Linked DNA regions of Oryctolagus cuniculus: region 1 is linked to region 2. Evidence: chromatin contacts called from public Micro-C data. All regions are on one chromosome and are shown on one strand. Each heading gives the region's core, a stretch centred on a gene start, on an enhancer-like site or on the middle of the called end of the contact. The rest is flanking DNA. Distances are from core to core; before and after follow the strand shown. Region 1 holds the start of MIURF (mitochondrial elongation factor 1 upstream open reading frame). Region 2 has its middle 15 kb from the start of CBX7.

Region 1 (6,669 bases), core at 2,789-5,288, 210 kb after region 2:
GACTTCACACCAGCGGAGCAGGTGCAGGCCCCTGAAGCACACCAGCTGGCCAGCAGCTCCTCCCTGGGCACCCTCGGGCCAGGCAGCTGTAGCCAAAACCCAGGAGGCTCCCCTGTCCAGCCTTGTGCTCACCCTGGGCTCCTCGCTCCTGGATCCCGGCAGTTGGCCACGCCCCCCATTCCCCAACCAACACACACACACACTTCCGGCAGATCACAGCCGCTTCGAGTTCCTGCCACACGAGCCCTTGTCTGTGCCCTGTCCGTCTCCCCTGTGGACCCGACCTGGAGGAACTGCCACTTCTTTTCTGCTCGGCCTCCCCTGGCCCCGGGCTGTGCCGGCTGCTCAGGAAACACTGAGCAGGGGCTAACCCTGGTTAACACACTGGAAACAGCAGTGCAGGTTCTCCTGGGCATTCAGCAAGAAGGTTTTGTTCCCCTCCGCCCGCGTCCTGCCTCAGCCCCGGAGGTGGGGGGCAGACCCTTGGCCACCAGCGAGGCTGTCCAGGGCCAGATGGGAACCGCAGCGTGAGACTCCCTGAGGTCCTGGCCTGGCACTGGCCTCTTGGGTTTCCAAAGTCTGCCTGTGGGCTAATAACCGCACGTGCCCATCCCCACACGAGAAAGCAGTGCACGTATAAAGACAGGAGCCACTGCGTGCTGTGCACCGGCACCCCTGCCCTCACTCAGGTCATCTTCATCAGCGTCTCATCGCCATCTCCCCCTCATGGAGGAGGGACCCGAAGCACACAGAGCTGAAGGCATTGCCCCGGGCTCTCGTGATCCCCAAATGCCCCTCGGACGGCATAGAGCGACCACCCTGACCCAGGTGGAACAGTCCGTTTCTCCCAGGCTCTCTGAATTCAACAATTAAACGCCTGCTGTGTGCAAGTCCCTGTTCGGGGTAAACAAGTGCTCTCTCTGGTCGCGCACTCCCCCTCTGGCCACGACCAACTAGAAGAGCATGGATCAACCTCAGCCCTGCAATAGCACCCGAAAGCTCCCAGGATCCCCTGAGATGGGGCCGGTGCTGCCTGCCGCAGGTGCACTGGGGTGCCAGCCGCCTGCCTTGCCGCCCACCCTCCCAGGCATGGTTACACTGGGGATGGGCAGAGGCCCTGTGAGCCTGCAAATAAAGACCCCGAAGAACAAGAGGAGGCCAGGGTGCTGACTGGGAGGGCAGACCCTGCAACCGCTCCTTCTAAAAATACTGTGCTAGACAGCAGGAGAGGAGAGGTGGCCTTGTCTTCCAGCTGGAAATGTCACCAATTAGATTTATTTAGGTCACTAACATTTCTTTAAAAAGCAAAGTAGGGCAGCCTGAAAGAGTGGAAAGAATGCACGTTTCGGAGGAAAACGGACTTGGGGTCCGCCAGAGAGCTTCCCCACCTCCGGCTCTGCACCGTGGGGAGCCCCCTGGCCCGGTCCTGCTCGCTCTCGGCTTGCTCGTCTGTAGATCAGGACTGTGCCAGCTGCCGCACAGGGCCCCGAGATTAGACAGAATACATTTGCTAAGGACCTGGTTCAACGCCTGGTACGCAGTAGGTGCTTCACACAGGATGGTGCTGTCTCCACGCGCATGGTGGGAGGGAGGTCATTGCTGAACATTGTTTACATTTTCACTTCTTTGGTTTAACAGGCAGAGGGACAGAAAGTGGGAGAGAGAGGCAGACAGAGACGCCCCCCTGCGGGTTCGCGCCCCACAAGCCTGCAGCTGGGTCGGGAGGCAGGGACACCCACTTCTGGAGCTGTTGTCCCCCAACGTCCAGTCCTCGACAGAACAAGCCACGGTCTAAAGACAGGGGCAAGAGAGCCGCCGGTGGGTGAGGGGGGCGGCAGGCGGCGGCGTCCCCTCAGCCAGGGGTCTGGGGCTCTTAGGGACCACAGAGGGAGGCCTTGGAGCCGAGGACCTGGCTGACATCAGGGCAGAGGCAGCTGCTGCGACAGCTTCAGCCCACGTCGGCTTCAGCACCCCCAGCCACCCGGACCCCTGTGCTCAGCCCTCCAGCGGCTCCTCCCACACTGGGCCTCCCTGACGCCCAGAGGCCTCTTCCCCCAGCTCCCGCTCAGGGTCCGGAAGCACTGGCTTTGGTCCTGTAGAGCCCCCAGCGGGCGTCGGCCTGCTGCCCCTTCCCAGGAATGTCCCCACCCCCGCCCCGGGGCCTTGTCCCACAGCCAGACCCACCCTCCTGCACCCTGCCGCCAGCCACCACGTGGCTCGCCCCCAAGTCTAGGCCCGCTCCCAGGGGCCTCCGCCGCCATTCGTTGAGAAGGGAAGCCGTTCGCGGAAGCCCTCGCAGCGGCCCGGGGCTGAGAAAGGGCGCAGCGGTCGCGAGGCGGTGGGGCTGGGGGCCAGCGCGGCCTGACCCCCGCAGCCCCAAGCGAGCCAGGCGCCGTGGAGTCGGGGCGCGTGGGGCTGGCAGGTTTCCCGGGGACACGGCCCGGTCCTCGAATCTACTAATGCAGACAGATGGGTACCCAAACGGCGCCCACACAGCGCCTGCGGGAACCGCCGCCAGCAGGTGCACGCGTACATGCGGGGTCCAAAGTGAGGACGGCGCTGGACAGCGCGAGTGGAGCGGGCAGCGGCGCTGCACCTGGACGGAAGGGTGCGTGGGGGTTGTCCACGAGCCGAGGGGCCTAGCGGGCGGAAAAAACACGGAGGGGGAAACACATCCAAGACGCACATCTGCAAGAACGCGATGTTGGTGTTGGCAACCCGCGGCCAGCAGGCCGCGCAGGGCCGGACACGGGGCCGACGGCAGCAAGAGGCCCGCTGGGGCCCCCAACCCGGCGCCCACGACCCGACCCCCGCGCGGCCGCAGCCCGGGAGGCGGGGCCCAGGCGCCCTAGGCAGGGCTGGCCCTCGGTGACGTCACAGACGGAGGCTGGCTGGGGGCGGGGCCCCGCGAGAAGGCGGGGCCTCCCTGGAAGGGAGGGCGCCGAGGGGAGACCGGAAGTCTCTCCGCCTCCGCCCGCCTCCGTGCTCCCTTTCAGTCCCGCCCTCAAGGTCGTGTCCCGGAAGTAAAGGGGCCATATTGATGGGTGACCCGGAGAGAGGCGCCGGGCGAGAGGCGAGTGCCGAGGAGTGGTAGCGCGCGGCCCGCGGGTGAGTGAGGGGAGACTGAGGGCTGGCGGCGGCCGGGCGGCCGGGCACTTCCCGCGCGTGCCCGCCAGGCCCGGCCGGTGGCTCGCCTCGGACGGGGCCCAGGCCCCTGCCTGCTGCCGGGGGTCTCGCCCGGCCCGCCCTGGACTTTCACCCTGGGAGGCCCCGCCGCGGCCCCGCCCCGGCCCCGCCGCCTCGGACTCCTCCGGGGCCCCGAGCCGGCCCGCCCCGTCTCGGGGACTTCGCGTCCAGGCTGGGCCCGGCTCCGGCCGAGCGACCTTGTCGTCGCAGGCCGCGTGTGACAGGCGCTTTCTGGCTGATCGAGCACGTCTGTGGATTTTCTGTACCCCCCCCCCCCCCGGCGACGGGGACGTGCTCCGGCTCACGTAGGAAGTTCGCCAGCCCGAGGGCTAGCGGGCAGCCGGCTTCGGGCCCACAGCCAGGGAGCTCCCTGCCCAGTGCCGTTTCTCGTGCGTGGAGGGTGTCTGAGCCCGTGGTGTGCGCCGGGCGCCCGATGGGACCGGCGGGGGAGCGCCCGCACAGGGGCGGGCGGCCCTCCGCATTACAGGTGTGCACCTGCGAGTTGGCCAGGTCGCTTCCTTCCCGGGGGCCGGTGTGAGGACACGGGTTGTGGATGGGGTAGAGGAGCTGTCGCGCGGGCACCCGTGGTAGCACGCACCGCTGTGTAAGATGTGCTGGAGGCAGGCGGTGCTCCGGCCGCTGGCCGGGACCTGGGGCGAGCGCAGAGAGGCAGGGGGTGGCGCTCGCGGCGGGCTGGCGGGAGGCTAGGTTGTGTAGCCTTGGGAGGCCGACCCAGGGTGCAGAACCCCTCGCCCTGGAAGGCTGCAGCTCCTCGTGCCCGGAGCTGTGACTCCAGGCGTCCGTGTGTTTGCCTTCGTTTGCAGCGTGACGCCCAGTCCCTGCCAGTCCCCCATGGCCCCGTGGAGCCGGAAGGCCGTGCTGAGTCTGTATCGGGCGCTGCTGCGCCGGGGCCGGGAGCTGCGCTACACCGACCGGGACTTCTACCTGGCCGCCATCCGCCGAGAGTTCCGGAAGAATCAGAAGCTAGCGGACCCCGAGGCCCGAGAGAGGCAGCTGCAGAAAGGCCTGGTGTTCCTGCACAGCGGGCTGGGGGGGCTCCTCTAGGGGCCTCTCCTGCCTCCCGTCAGGACAGGGCAGCCTGCTCTCCGCCGCGGACACATGCGCTAAGGAGCCCCAGGTGCGTAGGCCCCTTGCCTCAGGGCCAGAAAGGGGGACCCGTCCTTTTAACGACCAGGGTGCTTGCTTGGGTCCCTGGAAACATGTGGGGTTCCAGACGCGTTGACTGCAGTGGGTCGGTTCTCTCACGGAGAAGATCAGACCCTGCGTTTGAATCCCACCGGGACAGAGCTGCTGTCAGCGTTCATGTCACAGAACGGCCTACGCATGCGTGTTAGAAAAGACGTTGGTTGAAGGCCGGTTCATCCGGAGTGCATGCAGCCTTGCTGGGCTGCTCGTGTTCCCGGCGCAGAGTCCGTTCGGTGCGGCACAGCCCGTGAAGCGGGCACAGGGGCAGACCTCAGCGCTGCCGCGATCCCGGCACCGTCGTGAGGGCTGGGGCTGGGGCTGGGGCATCAGCACACTGTTGGGGCCCCGTTTCCCCCTTAGGTGGAGAATGTGTACAGGCCGAGGCCCGTATCCGACGACATCGGCGCGTTCGGCGTGGTGTGGCTGTAGACAAGTGTCCCGAGTCAGAGGTGCTTCGGACCGGATTTCCGGATTATTCAGATGCGGAATCTTTGCACGTGCATAATGAGGGGCCCAGTTAAAACAGGTCCCCTGTGTTCCGTACCACACCTACGGTACCACACCTACCGTGCCTCACCTGCCGTGCGTAGCCTGGAGACAGTGCACCACGGGAGGGCAGGGCCGGGATTCTGCACTTGGGGTGTCGCGTTCTCGCTCACGCTGTGTTGATGTTGAGTTTTGGGTTTTCAGGTTAGGAATGCTCGGGCCTACAGACCTCTCCCGGCTGTTACGGGCGTTAACCGAGCGCAGCACAGCGCACTTCGGTGGTGCTTGGCGCGTGGCGTGTGAGCTCTGTTTGCGCTCCACACCACTGTCATCAGGAGGTCCGGCTGTAGCGTCAGGAGCCTTCCCGGCGGGCCTCACGTGTGGCGCTGTGGCCAGCCCTGGGGAGAGAGCCACCCACCCGGAGGAGTTGGGTGTGAGGTGCCGTAAGCTGGGGCTGGGCGCAGGGCCGTGAAGGCCGCACTCTGCCCGGGGCGGGACTCGCGGCGGCTCTCGGGAGAGGCAGTGGAGGTTTCCCTCGTGAGGAGTCGGGGCTGGGCAGGGGCCGAGTAAGTGAGTGCCTGCGTGGAAGCTGCAGACTGATGGAACGATGCTGCGTAAGGCCGGGAGCTGGCCGGGGGCTGGAGCGGCCAGAGGGATGTGGAGTTTCCCGGTAAGGCAGCTGTGGTGCTGCTACCGGGGGTCGTCACGGCTTTGGGAGCAGGGGAGTCCGTGGCCCGTGTGTGTCTTGGGCGTGCCAGGGTAGGGTGGAGAGTAAGCTGGTCAGTGGTCCAGGGCAGCCAGGCCGAGCAGATGAGGTTGGGGGGTTGGGGGGTGAGGGCGGCTGCATGTGCACTGTTGGCCGAGGCAGAACACGATGGGGGGGCTGGGCACGAGGCCTGCCAGTCAGGTAGAAGGTGCTGTTCTGGACGGGGAAAGTGGGAGGGGCTGCCTTATGTAATAACTGTTGGTTCTCAGCCCCGCCCCGGCAGTTCAGGGCCAAGGCTGGGGTGCTGCCCACGGGGCCCTGTCACCCACGAGGGGAGAAGGGAGGCACTGAGACCTTAGTGTTCTGGTCTGGGAGTTGGGCTGTGCCCTGTATCACCATCCCTCAAAAGCAGACCGGATGCCAGGGAGAGGGGTAATGGTTCGCTCCTGCAGCAGATACTGACGGCGTCAGGACGGCACCGGGAGCCTGGCAGTGAGTGAGCCAGAGGCCGCCACGAAGCTTCCGGAACAGTGGTGAGGAGCGAGGAGATGGGAGCCGAGCTGGTGTGAGCCCCCGGGACCCCCGGGCATTGGTTCTCTCCGGCAGCGTGAGTGCTGGGTTCGAATCTTGGCTGCACCACTTACTGATCCGGCGGCCTGGGGTCAGTTACTTAGCCCCTGCCCCAGTTTCTTCATCTCTGAACTGGAGAGGCTGTAACAGCTCATGGGATTGCCGAGAGGATAGGAGAGGGGAACTCACGTGTGCCGATGCCCAGCCCGTGACACACGCTGTAGGGACGGGCAGGGGGTGCTTCCTGTCCTCATCCAAAGGCTCCCGAGACACGAGACACGGCCACGAGGGGAAAACGTACCAGACGCCTCGCAAGACGGCCGCCTGGGCTGAGCCTGCGGCCTTGGGCTGGGGTCCAGGAAGCTCGGGCAGCGTGGCCCTGACGCAAGGGTAGGGTCTGCAGAATGAGTGCGCTCTGAGTGTGCTGGTTACCCCGCAGGACCCGTGTGTCCAGATGCTGTGGCTCCTCCCTGTGGTGTTTCCTCCTCCTGGGCTGGGGCAGGACCTTTTAGCAG
Region 2 (7,140 bases), core at 315-2,814:
CCCAGGGCCTGTGCCTCCCCTGGCAGGACTTGGGGTGGGAGGACCAGTCCATTCGCCCCCCAAAATTCGCAGGAGGGGCCGGCATCCCTATGGGTGTCAGTTCAAGTCCCGGCTGCTCCATTTCTGATCTGGCTCTCTGCTGTGGCCTGGGAAAGCAGTGGAGGATGGCCCAAGTCCTTGGGCCCCTGCACCCATGTGGGAGACCCGGAAGAAGCTCCTGGCTCCTGGCTTCGGATCAGTGCAGCTATCTGGAGAGTGAACCAGTGGATGGAAGACCTCTCTCTCTCTCTCTCTCTCTCTCTCTCTCTCTCTAACTCTGCCTTTAAAATAAATAAATCTTTTTAAAAAAAAAAAAAAGCCTTGCAGGACAGATCAGAGCTGGCCTGGGTCGGGGTAACCAGGGAAGTTGGAGGAGCAGTGGGGGTTCAGCAGCTGAGCCCCTGGGCTGCCCCGCCCCCTACCTTGTATTTCCCCTGCATTGTGTGGGGAGGGAAGACATGGGGTCCTGGGAGTTCAGCCAGGCCCCTGCCTTCAGGCTGTTTGGCTTTGTTTGTTTTCTTGGCCTTTTTTTTTTTTCCTTTTTCTTTGGGCTAATTGTTCTCATTAAATCTTTTTGTCCTGTTTTGTTTTTTATGGGACTGACAATGCTGCCCAGTGCTCAGCGCTTCCTGTGTTTCGGCCTGGCTGAGGCCTCCATGGGGCCTTGCTTCCTGTTGTGAGCCGTTGCCATGGCAACTTGCAGCCCGGTGGGCTCCACGGGGGGCAGGGGGGGCCTGGGTGACATCACCGGGGCAAGGGGCTGGGGTCTGGAGGGGCTGCGCGGGCCGGCGCATTACTGAGGGCTGAGTCACACTGTGGCCGCCGGGAAGAGCCACTCGCATTCTTTCGGGAGGTAAACAGGGCCAGGCAGTGCGGCTGGGATCCTGTTTACCTGACCCTGGCCCCTGGGGGACCTGGAGCGGTGCAGGACCACAGGCTGGGAGACGAGCAGCCGAGGGGGTGGGGCGATGGGGAGGGGGCGCCGCAGCCCCAGCCTGGACTCCCTCTAAGAGGGCTGAGGGTGCTCACTCCCAGCCCGGGTTCCCCTATTCATAAGGGGACGTGACCCCTTTCTCTCCAAGTGTTTGGGGCTGGTGTTGGGGGGTGTCCTTGCAGCACACAGCCCTGGGGCTCTGGGTTTCTGGCCCCCACCTGCCAACAGGGCCTGGACCAGGGCTGGCCCTCCACCCTCCAGGAGGGGGAAGGTGGGGTCTGCACCTGCCGCCAGGGCAGTGGCTGGGAGAGCTGGGTGGGAAGCAGCAAGTGTGGGGTGCAGCCTGGGGGAGGGGCCCTTCTAGAATCACAGGGCTGGGGTGGGGCTGCTTGCCTGTCCCCTACCTGTGCGCCTCCCTTCCGCCCTGCCAGCCCCATCCTCTCCCCCGGGCTCTCCAGAATGATCCCCTTCAAAGGGGCCCCTCCTGGAGCCAATGGCCCATGGACCTGCATGGATTCTAGGACGCAGAGGTGCCCCGGGGGGCGGCAAGAGAGCATAGCGGAGCCAGTCCCACCCCAGGGTGCACTTCCCACCTTGACTGAGCCGAGGCCACCTGGCCCGCTGGCCCGTGTGGGCATCGGTCAGACTGGCCTGCGTTCAAGTGCAGCCTTGTAACTTGCTCTGGGCAAGTTTCTCTGCGGGGGTTGATGGCAGGTCAGCGGGTTAACACACACAAGGGCTTAGCGCACAGTAGGCGACCCTCAGCAAGACCCCCAGGGCCCCGTGCGATGCCCAGACCCCCCCCCATGTAGCCCCGCAGTCAGCGCCCATCCCAGGGCAGGAGCAGGGCCCACCAGTGCCCGCGGTTTCCCATAAAGGGAAGGCCTTGGAGTCCCCTGCACAGGGAATATCCTGTCCCCGCCAGGGGGGAGGAAGAGGAGCGGGAAGAGCACGGCCGCGCCGCATTCCTGGCATTCTTGGCAGCCGTCCCGTCCAGCTGCCTGGGCCGCGCCGCCGGGGGCATTGGCCCGGAGCCACTGGGGCCGGCCGGCGCGGAGCAGCAGCGGCCCGCTCGGGGTGCCCCTGGACCTGGGGTGACTGGGGACCCTCTCCTGCCAGTCCCATGCGACCCCGGGCCATCCACGGACCCTGGACCGTGGAAGCAGGGACCCGAGCCGTCAGTGAAAGGCGTTGTGTGTGGGGTTGTTTCCTGTTCTGCCTCCTCCTGGGGCTCCACGGCCCACCCACTATCCCCACGGCTGCTCTGGAAAGCGGCCAGGGCCAGGGCTGGAAGGGAGGAGGGGGAGAGCCAGAGGGGCCCTGGCTTCCGGTCTCTAATGCTGTGGCCACTCTGCCTCTCCAGGACTCGGTATCTCTATCTGTAAAATGGGAGACGTTGATGTGGCCATCCATGACACCGTGACTGCCCCTTCGCAGGGTGTCTTCCTTAACCAGGCCCTCTCCACAGGGTCTGCAGGATTCGAACGCTCAGCCACCCCTGGAGGGGTCGGGCTTCCCAGTGCCCGCCCCTGGGACAGCCTGGGGGTCCCGGGAGGGAAAAGGTTTGCCCCAGGTCCCACTCAGCTAGGTCAGCCGCCTAGCACTGGGGTCATGGTTCTTCCCGTTTCTCTGCACACTGCCATGGCCTCAGAGCCAGGAGAGCCGGAGCCGGGGGTGTCTCAGAGACCCTCCTCCCAGCAGGAGCCTGCGCGGCCCCACACACTGCGGAGTGTGCATGTAAGTGCACGCACGTGTGTCCAGGCCTGGGACCCCCCCAGTGTGGGCGGGTGACACCAGATGCTCCACGTCCCTCCTCTGTCCCCCCTCCCCGGGGGGGGGCAGAGACCAGGAGGTTTGCTTCGGGCCACAGGGCGAGGAGGGAGCCCCAGGGGGCCCACCCTCACTTGACCTGCAGAGGTGGGCGCAGGTGCCTGGCCCCAGCGTACTGAGACTCGAGCTCTCCTTTCCCTCTGCTCGCCCTGGAGACTCTTAACCCCCGTCTGGGTTCGTCCTGGGCTCCGGGCTCCTGCCCAGGGTGCGGCTGGTGCCTCCTGCCTGGCTGCCCATCCAACTGTGTCTGTCTCTCTGGGACAGTAGGAGGAAGAAGCTGGGGCCCCACCCTGCGGGGTGCACGTGTCCAGCCCATTGTTACCCCTCCCCTGGGAAATCCCAGGGCCCCCGCGAGCCACATGGGCTGGGTGTGTCTGCGGGGGCGGGCGGGGGAGACGAGAGGGTATGGTGTGTTCGTGGGGGAGGGACTGGGGTGAGATCATCTGTGTGCTGTTCTTAGTTAAGTAAATTATGACAAAGACGGTGCCGCGGAAGGCTGTGTGCCACTACATACGAGGTCTGAAGCGTGGCAATGACACGACACGGGCTTCGACGGGCGATTTAGGGCAAGAAAATGCAAGCGGCGTGAAGGCGCCAGCGGGGCTGAGCCGCAGGTGTGCCCGTCTGCCTTCCGCGCACGCGCACGTGAGAGGAGAACCGCAAAGCAGATCAAACACACGGGGCGCCATGGGACAGGACCCGTGCGATTCCGTCAACTCCTTTTTTCTTTTTTGAAGTTTATTTATTTTTTTGAAGGGGAGAGTGACAGAAAGAGATACAAAGATCTCCCATCTGCTGGTTCACCCCTCAAATGGCCACAGCGGATGGGACAGGGCCGGGCGAAGCCGGGAGCCGGGAACTCCATCCGGGTCTCCCAGTGGGGCAGGGACCCGCGCACCTGGCCCCTGGCCGTCCTCCGCTGCTGTCCTGGGCTCATTGGCAGGGAGCTGGGTCGGAAGCTGAGCGGCTGGGACTCCACATCCATGTGGCACGCGGCATCCCACGCGGGAGTTTACCTGCGGCGCTACAACGCCCACCCTAAGCCAACTGTTTACCGCAGGTTAACAACATCGAGTGAGCTCCCACTGTATGCAGAAGCTCTGTCCAGTGCGGGGCTTCCAGGAGTGAAGGAAGTAGAGCCCGTTGGTGGGGCGGGGATCAGTGGCCGCCACAGGTGACAGACCCGGAGTGGGGAGGAGATGAGGCTGGACCTCGGGGACGGTCACTGCTGCCGCGGAGGCTGGCGGCCGGAACGCGGCGCTGGGGGAAAGGCCGCGTGTGGCTGGGGGTCTGGCAGGGCCTCCGGGTGCTGGGGCAGGGGGTGCTCTGGAGCTGGGGCTCCCCTCCCCCAAAGGCTGGAGCCTGGGTGGAGAGAGATCCAGAAGCCCCGGAGCTGGCCTTCCCTGAGCAGAAATGCAGGATTGGCCAGCAGTGCATTCAACAGCCGCATCCGGGTCCCCACACTGCCCCTGGACCCTGCCGGCAGCTCCCATCCGAGTAGGAGGACGTGTGCCCCGGTCTGGGGGTGTTCGTTCCAAACAGGACCCATAAACCAGGCTGACTTCAGGGCTCTGAGCAAAGGTGAGGCCGGGTCGGGGGAAGGGCAGGCCTGGCTGCACCGGACCCAGAACTAACGGGAGTGATGGGCTGAGCCGGCAGAGGCCGGACCAGGAAGAGGGGGCTGCAGGCGGAGGGCCTGCCCCTGCAGAGCCCCGAGGCAGGCACAGTGCAGGCTGCAGGCGGGGCCAGGTCAGCGTCCTGAGGAGCTGGGCTGGTGCTCTGAATGAGATCTGGGAAGTGCAGGGTTTGAGCGGAGAAGGGATCTGACCCAGGCGGTGAGGAGCCCACCCTGGCCGGTGACCCCCTGGCCTGGGAGCCAGTGGGGCTAAGGGCGCAGGGACTGGCCTTGGGGGAGTCAGGATCTGATGGGCTCTGAAGAGAGACTGACAGCACCCAGGGCCGATGTGGTGAGGGGAGAGTAAAGGGAGGTCAAAGCAAGCCCAAGTTTGGGCCGGGGAGCTGCAGGGGCCGCTGGGGAGAGGGGAGGGGCAGGTGTCGAGGTCAGGCAGGGCCCGTGGAGATGCCCAGAGCAAGCAGGCAGCTGCACACAGGAGTCTGACGTCCCTGTCCCGACTGGGGACACACACCTGGCTGGCATGGGCTCGCGGGTGGTGTCGGGGTGAGGTCACCCCGGGAATGGATGCAGACACAGGGGAACTGAGCCCCGGGCCCCCCACAGTCAGGGACAGGGGAGATGAGGCCCAGAGCCGGGAGGTGAGGTCAGGAGAGCCGGGTCCTGGGCCGAGGTGCTGTGCACTCTTCCTCCACGGAGCCACGGAGCCTGATGGGGGGAGAGGCTTGCAGCAAGGACACGAGAGGCAAACAGAGCAGCTCCTCCCAGGAGAGTGAGACCCAGGCAGGAGGCTCAGCCGCGGGCAGGTGTCTGCTGTGGGGCAGGGCGCGACGGATGATAGACAGGGCTTGGCTTACTCAGGGCGGAGTGGGGATCCACCGGCAGGTGCTCAGCGCCCGGCAATAGAAGCTGGGGTGACAGGAGAGGGGGCTGGGCTGCAGTCTGCCCCGCCCACACCCCCGTGTTCTGGTGCTTGGAGGATTCCAAGTGCAAACCCTCCTCAGGTGCCAAGGGAGCTTGTTGACCTGTTTATAGCACCAGGGGCCAGGGCAGGGGCAGGGGCCGAGGGTGGGAACTGCAGGAGAGGTGCAGCCAGGGCAAAGGTGCAGGGTGCAGGGTGAGACCCCGACCCCATCCCCAGGAGTAGCAGAGACGGCAGCATATGTGGGTGCAGTGCTGGGGGCGGGGGCAGGGGAGCAGGTGCAGGTCCTCCCATGAGTCCCTGTTTCCAAGTGAAAACAGCAGCAAGGCCGGGGGCTACGAAGGAGGGAAGACGGGGCTGAGGGTTGGCAGGGAGAGAGGATGGGAAAACCCCGGGCGAGGGCGGGGAGCAAGTGCCTGGGGAAGGTGGGAAGGCGGCGGCTTTGCCCCACATCTCCCGCCCACAGGCTCTTCTGGAACCTTCCACGCTTCCACCAGGAGATGGAGTGCCAAGCTTTCTCTCCCCGTGAGCCTGTGCAGGCTCGTGGGGGAGGGGATGCACAGGGCTTCCAGCTTCCTGAGCTTCCTGGGGCCCTGGCGGCCATGCTGGGAGGAAGCCCAAGCTCAGCCACACAGCGACCCCTGATGAGGCTCGGAGCACACAGGAGGGAGAGGCTGGACCCCGGGGAACAACCCAGCAGAGCCTCTCCTAAGTTTGTGACCCACAGGGCCCGCGAGTGATATTAAATTACTGCCATCTCAAGCCATTAAGCCTTTGGCTTACTGTGCAGAAACCAGCTCCCGGGAACACACAGCAAACGGAGCTGTGGCTGCGCCTGTCAAGCAAACACACACACATACACACACCCCACCCCGGCGCAGCAGTGCCAGTGGTCTCCCGGCAGCCAGGGAGGGCGGGCAGCAGCTGCAGGGTGAGCTATCTGGACTTGACCCTGAAGGCAAGGGTGGCGCTGCGGGGGTCCCCTAGTGGGGTGGGGGCAGGAAGAACACAGCCTCCTCTTCAGCTGGACTGGGCTGCAGGACCCCTGAACACTCCCCAGAGAGCCCAGGCACTTAAACCACCCTCCCGTGAGGGAGCCGCCCCCTTGCCGCCACACACCCCCACGGGGGCCTCATGACACCACAGGCCAGGATCTAGATGCTGAGGTTCCAAGCAGCGGAACACCCAGCTCACCGTGGCTTTCAAAATGGACATTTATGGGGCTGGCTCAGAGGCATAGCACCGGCATCCCATTTGGGCGCTGGTTCGAGTCCCAGCTGCCCCACTTCCAGTCCAGCTCCCTGCTAATGCACCTGGGAAAGCAGTGGAAGATGGTCCAAGTCCTTGGGCCCCTGCACCCACGTGGGAGACCTGGAGGAAGCTCCTGGCTCCTGGCTTCAGATCGGCCCAGCGTGGGCCATTGCAGCAGCCATCTGGGGAGTGAACCAGCAGATGGAAGAATCTCTGTCTGTCTCTGTCTCTGTAACTCTGACTTTCAAATAAATAAATCTTTTTTTTTTTTTTAAGGACATTTATGAGCTGTGTAGCAACCCAAAGCCCAGGCTACTGGAGGTTTCCAAAGACTCCTGGTCCAGCCGGGAAAGTAGGAGCCAGTTTCCTGCCTCTGTCTCTGCTCCAGGCTTTGGGCTCCCGGCTTGCTCCTTCCCGGCCTGGCTTGCCCATAGCTCTCAGGACGGCTGCCCATTGGTCTCGAACTACCTGCTTCTCTAACGCTCCCAGTGGAGAGAAAGCCTACCTCCCAGAGAGCTCCAAGATAGATCT

Evidence for each region. Hi-C and Micro-C count contacts between places; a contact is called where the count stands out from the background.
Region 1: a Micro-C map of ear pinna shows a contact between it and region 2, with 4 times the contacts expected there. The contact joins the promoter of MIURF here to the enhancer-like site in region 2. A contact is called at or near these places in 3 of 6 Hi-C or Micro-C datasets (ear pinna, skin fibroblasts and an unstated tissue).

Annotation. Positions count from the first base shown.
Region 1 is chr11:115,737,601-115,744,269 of mOryCun1.1, forward strand. MIURF (mitochondrial elongation factor 1 upstream open reading frame) reads left to right here and starts at 4,039. Exons shown (of 2, transcript XM_070052954.1): 1 at 4,039-4,324. The coding sequence starts at 4,039. The coding sequence ends at 4,251.
Region 2 is chr11:115,528,112-115,535,251 of mOryCun1.1, forward strand. No RefSeq gene overlaps it. Among named protein-coding and RNA genes, the nearest start is that of CBX7, 15 kb to the left of the region's middle. Within about 2 kb of position 1,565, at least 3 of the 8 cell types and tissues checked have an H3K27ac peak or open chromatin away from gene starts, as enhancers often do. A contact at or near this core is called in ear pinna, where this site is marked.